Linked DNA regions of Muntiacus reevesi: region 2 is linked to region 1. The links are chromatin contacts, called in public Hi-C maps. All regions are on one chromosome and are shown on one strand. Each heading gives the region's core, a stretch centred on a gene start, on an enhancer-like site or on the middle of the called end of the contact. The rest is flanking DNA. Distances are from core to core; before and after follow the strand shown. Region 1 holds the start of USP35 (ubiquitin specific peptidase 35). Region 2 holds the start of AAMDC (adipogenesis associated Mth938 domain containing).

Region 1 (2,891 bases), core at 26-2,525:
CAGGCCCAACCACTCTTCCACGGTCTTCCTGCTCCTCACAAGAAAGATAATTTATGAACCAACGGCTTTCAAACCTACCTCCTCATTTCATCCTAACAATAAGCCTCGGAGGTTGGCAGTGAGGAAGCTGGTCCTGTCACACAACCTGTGAAGGACCGGGACACTTATCATCTATTCCCTGCCATTCGCTACAGATTAAATCTCTACTTCCCTGCAGTGCATGGAAAAAAACAGTGCCTTGAGAGTAAGGAGTGCTGGGTGGTTTGGGGCAAGTCATTTTACTTCTCTGAGCCTCAAGTTCCTCAATTGTAAACAGATATGGTGACGTCTTCACAGGGTGTGAGTTGAATGAACTCATATGTATGACGCCGAGTTCAAAGAATGGGCTCTTTATTTTCTAGTCACAAGGAAAAGATGATCCGTGCATCCACAGACATTTGCCCATTTGGGCACCTTCTTACTCAAGTCACATCAGCGCTGCTGACACTGGGCTTTTACAGGGCCGAGAGGGATCCTTTTCATCTTTCTGTCTCCACCCCTCCCTCCCCAACGCTTTTCGGCTCATTCCACCCAGTCCAACTCAGGCTTGCTTCCTTGGCCTCTGCACCCACTCCCCAGCCCCTTCTCCGATCTCACGCGCGTTCCACTTCTTATCTAGAGACCCCGCCCCTTCTTGACCCACCCACAGGACTCCTCCCACAGTCTCGGCCCTTATTATCCGGGCTTTTCAGGCTATCGCCATCCATCCAGGCTTCTTTCACGAGCTCCGCCCCTTCTTCCCCATAAACATCCCCTCCCCCGCGGCCACTGGCGTTGCTATTCCCATTGCACGGATGAGAATGGCGAGGCTAGGATAGGCTAGATGACGTCTCACGGTAGGACAGGTGCCCAGATGGATCCGTGACCCCTCGCCGGCAGTCCCTGCACCCCACGCCCCAGTCCGTGCCGCACCCACCTCCGGCCCTCGCTCAGCAACCTCCCCTCCGCGGGCGGCCAGCGCAGCTTTGCGAAGGGGGCGGAGGGCCGGAGCCCAGTCCAGGGGCGTGGCGGCCCGGGATCCGCGCGCTGCTTTTTGGGACTTGTAGTCCTCCAATAGGCTCTTTGTAGCTCCGCGCGCTGGGCATCGAACTCCATCTCCCGGGAGGCATTGCAGTTAGCCGGCCCGCTCCCGCCCCGCCTCCACCAGCGCTCCGGCCGGCTCGCCTTAAAGGGGACGCAGCTTGAGTGGTGGTTCGCGGGGTAGCCCCCGCTCGGCTCCGCCCCTTTCCCCGCACCTCGCCCCTCCCCCCACTTCGCCCCGCAGCCCTGTGGCTACGCCGCTGAGTCGAGCTCCCCAGTTACAGACTTGTGCAGGGCCGGGTGGAGAGGTTGGGCTTTGCAGTGGAAGCAGCATCCCTGCCGTCTGGGACTTGGCGGAGGGCGTCCCCACTCCAGGGGAAGCCAAGGACCCGCCCTGACCTCTCCTGGCCCAGCCTGGCTCCTTCCCGGCCAGAGCTCCCCTCCTTAGGAGCTGACTCCTGAGGCCGGGGCCACCAGGCTTCCGAAGGTAAGAGGGCTGGGGTGTGTGTGCAGGTTGGGGGAGGGAGTGTCTGAACCATCCTTCTGATGGTTCGAGAGCCCGGACACGCGCGTAGAGCTCTGAGAGAATTCGGGGCTGGGAGGCGGGAGGTCTGGGTGTATAGTGGGCCTGGCTGTGTGACCTTGGGCGAGTAGCTGCCCCTCTCTGGGCCTCAATCTCCTCCTTCATCAATTGTGTATATAGAGACCCCGCCCCTGCCCCCGCCCCCCTCAGGGTTGAGGGTACCGGCGCCCAGTATATCATGAAGCTCATCGGCCTTCCGTGGGATCCGCAGCCCCACTCTGGGCTGGGAGCAGGTGCAGTGGTATAACTGGAAGGGGTGGGGTGGGACCGAGGTGGGTTACAAACTGGGAGCGCCCAAGAGGCCACCTGCGCTTGGAATGGGCTCTGCTATTCTCTGCATTCTCCCCCAGGGCGTACTCCAGCTACAAGAAGCCTTGCGGACAGGAGACCCCGGATATGTCAGCCTGGTGCCCGCTCTTCCAGAAAGCCTGGGGTGGGGGTGGGGGCGCGGCCATCAGAAGTGTGTGAGAGGTGGCCCCCATTGCTTATGTGTTTCTGAGAAGGGAATATATCCCACCTCCTTCCCTTCTCTTCCTCAGTTCCTCTTCGGTAAAACCGTAGTTGGTTTTTACTGATAACCTCTCCCCACCTCCTTTTTTTTTTTTTCCTTTTTTCTTTCGGGGCGACAGTTTGGTGGCCCAAATGAAGGTCTCCTTGTAGTGTGGCAAGGGGATCCTTCCCAGGGCTGCCTTGCATAGGAGTTCAGTTAAAAAATACAGAGAGGAATGCTGCTGTCCAGAGGCCTGAGGGGCCAGGGATGGAGAGCTTCTGGGTGTCAGGAAGGACAGCCTGGTGCTCCGCTTTCCCCTCCCACAAGCAGCTCCAGCACCCAGGGGAGCCAAAGGAGGGAGACTGGGTGTGAGGGTCAAAGAGGAAAGGAAATGGGCTCCTCAGTGCTGGGGCGCTGGGGGGAGGGGGGGTTTGGTTGCTGTGCTCCGGCATCTGAAGAGATTGAGTGAGTCCTTGAAGCACCCTTCCCTGTCCCAGGAGATTCCATGAGCTTTCTACCTGAGAGTGAACCAGGAACAGTCTTCTTTGTTTGTTTTCTTTTTCTTCAGCTCTGGTTTTTGGGGTAACTTCTAGAATGGCCCATCCAGTGACCTGTGTAGGGGTTCTCTTGGCTGATGTTTTCAGATCCTCAGGGTTGTGGATACGCACAACTGGACCTGACCAGGGGGCAGTGAATGGACCAAGGGTCAGGCCTGTCCCTGGAAGGAGCTTTTCTAGCGACATCCTTGGTTTTATCTCA
Region 2 (3,115 bases), core at 569-3,068, 290 kb before region 1:
GCTCAGAGTACAACAACAACAAAAAACCCTTCTCTGAAAAAGAGAGGAAAGATCGGGAATAAACAGGGAGTGAGTGTACGCGCTCAGTGAGGGCTGAAGGCAGCAGGCGCGGCGCGGAGATGCTCCAGCGAAAAGAACCAGCAGCAGCAAGCAGCAGCAGGAAGTTTCAATGGGCCGGGCGGAGCATGCGCCCTGCACCCGCGCGGTGGCCTTATGTGGAAGGAGCACCACTTGCGAACACCAATAATAGACCGGCGGCACCAGAGAGAGAAACATGAGCAACAAGCACCTTCTTCAACTGTTTCCCCCTCCGTCTGAGCCCCTCCTCCATCCTACATGCTAAACACCCCACCCTACCCTTCAAATGGGAGGGCGACTTCTTCCCCTAAGCCTTACTGCCAGAATGAAGGGGGAAGGGACTGGAAAAGTGGAAAGATGCTTTTCTATTATTTGGGGGGGGGGGGGGGGGAGGGGGGAGGCAGGAGGAGGAAAACTATGGGGGATGAGAAATTAACCCTCTGCCCACCAAAGCGGAGAAGCAAAAGCGACTTCACCACCCCCGCAAAGTGAGAATGTTAGAGGACCCCCTTCCCCTGAAGGAGCAGCAAACCTCCCGACTCATAGGAAGGAGTTTTGGGGGTTAAAGCGGCCCTGGAGGGGAAGGGAAAGGAGACCTGAGCCGACTCTCTCTCGGGGGAGTTCCCACTAGAGGGAGGGAGAGATGAAGTGTCCTCTGGCCCCCGCCCACCCAGGTGGAGGGAGAGAAAGGGGCGCCCAGAGAAGACGAGCCCAGCCTCCCCCGAGATAGTAGGGAGGATGGTGGGAGGAGGGGAGGGAGCGAGGGAGGGGTAGAGGAGAAAAGCGCAAAGCTGGCCGGAACCTGCGCTCCCCTTCCTCCGCCACCGAGAGGGAGAAGGGGTGAGGGACCCGGCCCACACCGCGGGGTAGCAGCCCCGGGTGCGGCCGACCAGCACAATGATCCCCCCCACCCCCCGCGCCCAGCCCAGACCCAGACCACGACGCCCCCACCTCTGCTGGGCGACGGGCGGAGTTGGCCCTACGGGGCCTCCGCCCCGCCTCCTCACTGCCCGAGACCCCCGGGGGCTGGGCGGAGGAGACGGGCCGCGCGGAACTGCGCCTCAGCGGGAGGACAGAGCCGCGGAGGCCCGGGGTGTCTGTGGGGAGCAGAGAGAAGGAGCAAGCCAGGGCCGCTTCCCGCCGGGCGTTCGGGCCCCCTCGCTTACCTTCTCCGTTGCCGACGTCCGGCGGCGGAGCTTGCAGCACCCGCTCGAGCTCCGGGAACGGCAACTCAGGCAGGTCAAGCAGCGGCCCGTAGCGCTCCAAGAAAGAGCAGACTACGGCGAAGTTGGGACACGAACCCGGGCAGCCCGGAGGAGCCATCGCCGCCGCCGCTGCCGCCGCCGCCGCCATTTTGAACTGGAGGATGGAGGAGGAGGAGGCGATGGGGGGGTGAGGGGAGTTGGGGTGCCGAGGAACAGCAGGGCAACCTTACAGACGACAGGAGGCGCTAGCAAGTGGGCGCCCCTGCGGATCCGGGCGTCTCAGGCACGGCGCCGCGATCCCACAATACAACGGCGGTCCAGAGCAGTCGAGAACCCAGTCAGACGGAGGAAAGAGAGGCGCTCCGTGCCTTTCACTTTCCTCCCTCTTCCCGCTCCTCCCACTTCGGGCTTGCCACTGCCTCGTGTGACAGGGGGAATGAAAACAAGGGCTGCGGGGCAGGGAGGCGGGGCTGGAAGCTCGGGAGGCGGGACTTTGGGGGGCAATGACCAATAGACTTGAAGGGGCGGAGCTTCGCTTGAAGACTGGCCGAAACATTCTTTTCCGGGCGGGGCGAGTCGGGGGGGGAGAGCGTCTAGCGGAGACCGCCTGAGCAAAGGTGAAAGGTAAAGCGCTGAGCGGTTTGAGATCGCCGCTCCTCGGAGGGTGTCGGGTAAGTTTGGGGGGCCACTCGTGGGACTGCAACTGGCCACCAGATGGTCGGGAAGCTGAGGAGAGCGAATAAAGAGGAGAAAAAGAGCAGAATAGAAAAAAAAAACACACACAAAAACGATTCTGAGGAAAAATTGGAGAGGGGAAAAGTAGAGACGTGCCCTGAGTTGGGAATTGGGATGGAAGCTTTGTAATGAAGGAGTCTCTGTGAAGTTTGCTGAGGTACAAGTACTGCACCTGCTTGAAAGCAGTGTCTGAGAACTGGGGGACAAGGGCCTGATGGAACGAGATTCTGCCGGGATCTCCAGTCTGAGGAGTTGGGGCCGTGGTAGGAAATCCGGGGTTTGAAGGGACCAGGCTCTTCTCAGGGAGCAACGTTTGAGAGGATTGGGCCCTCCTGAGTTTGCCAGGGTGAAGGGCGAGGGGCCCTGTTAAGGACTGAGATCTTAGGGAGCAATATCTGTAGCGGAACCAAGATCGAGGGTGGACTAGGACTGCACTGCACCTGGTAGGAAATTTGTTGCAAGGGCAAAAAGTTTGTTAGAAGACAGAGTTCTGCTTCGTTGGGAGAAGGAGTGAGCTTCTTTGTGGGAGAGGTTCCCACAAAGAAGCTCAGAAAAACCATAAGTAATGCAAAGCAGAATGCAGCTTGGGATATAATGTGCATTATGGTTGAGAGTCTGGACTTGGAGTACAGCAAGACTTGTCCTAACAGAACCACTTCACGACATGGGGGAAGATTTTTTCATTTCTTTGAACCTCTGAAGTTGGGGGGGGGGGGCGGTGACGGTAGTACCTACATCATAAGATTTTACTGTATAATTCACAATAAATTGATTAGCACAATGCCCTGGCACATTGTGAGTGAAAGTCGCTCAGTCGTGTCTGACTCTTTGCGACCCCATGAACTGTCCAGGGAATTCTCCAGGCCAGAATACTGGAGTGGGTAGCCATTTCCTTCTCCAGTGGATCTTCCAACCTAGGCATCCAACCGGGGTCTCCTGCATTGCAGACAGGTTCTTTACCAGGGAAGCCCCTGTCACATTGTAAATACTTAAAAAATATTGCTTGCTACTATTGAAGAAAATTCCTAAAATTTAGATTGAATTCAGTTGTTTGTAATTGATAGTTTACTACTTTGAGCCAAAAATTGCAGTGTGCA

What was found. A called contact is a pair of places that touch in the nucleus more often than the background predicts.
Region 2: a contact with region 1 is called in a Hi-C map of blood, with 5 times the contacts expected there. The contact joins the promoter of AAMDC here to the promoter of USP35 in region 1. A contact is called at or near these places in 2 of 3 Hi-C or Micro-C datasets (blood and muscle).

What each region holds. Positions count from the first base shown.
Region 1 is chr5:17,421,135-17,424,025 of mMunRee1.1, reverse strand. It overlaps USP35 (ubiquitin specific peptidase 35), which reads left to right and starts at 1,275. Exons shown (of 11, transcript XM_065937009.1): 1 at 1,275-1,546. It overlaps KCTD21 (potassium channel tetramerization domain containing 21), which reads right to left and starts at 1,001. Exons shown (of 2, transcript XM_065936402.1): 1 at 956-1,001.
Region 2 is chr5:17,707,523-17,710,637 of mMunRee1.1, reverse strand. AAMDC (adipogenesis associated Mth938 domain containing) reads left to right here and starts at 1,818. Exons shown (of 4, transcript XM_065937195.1): 1 at 1,818-1,954. It overlaps RSF1 (remodeling and spacing factor 1), which reads right to left and starts at 1,637. Exons shown (of 16, transcript XM_065937197.1): 1 at 1,245-1,637. The coding sequence starts at 1,431.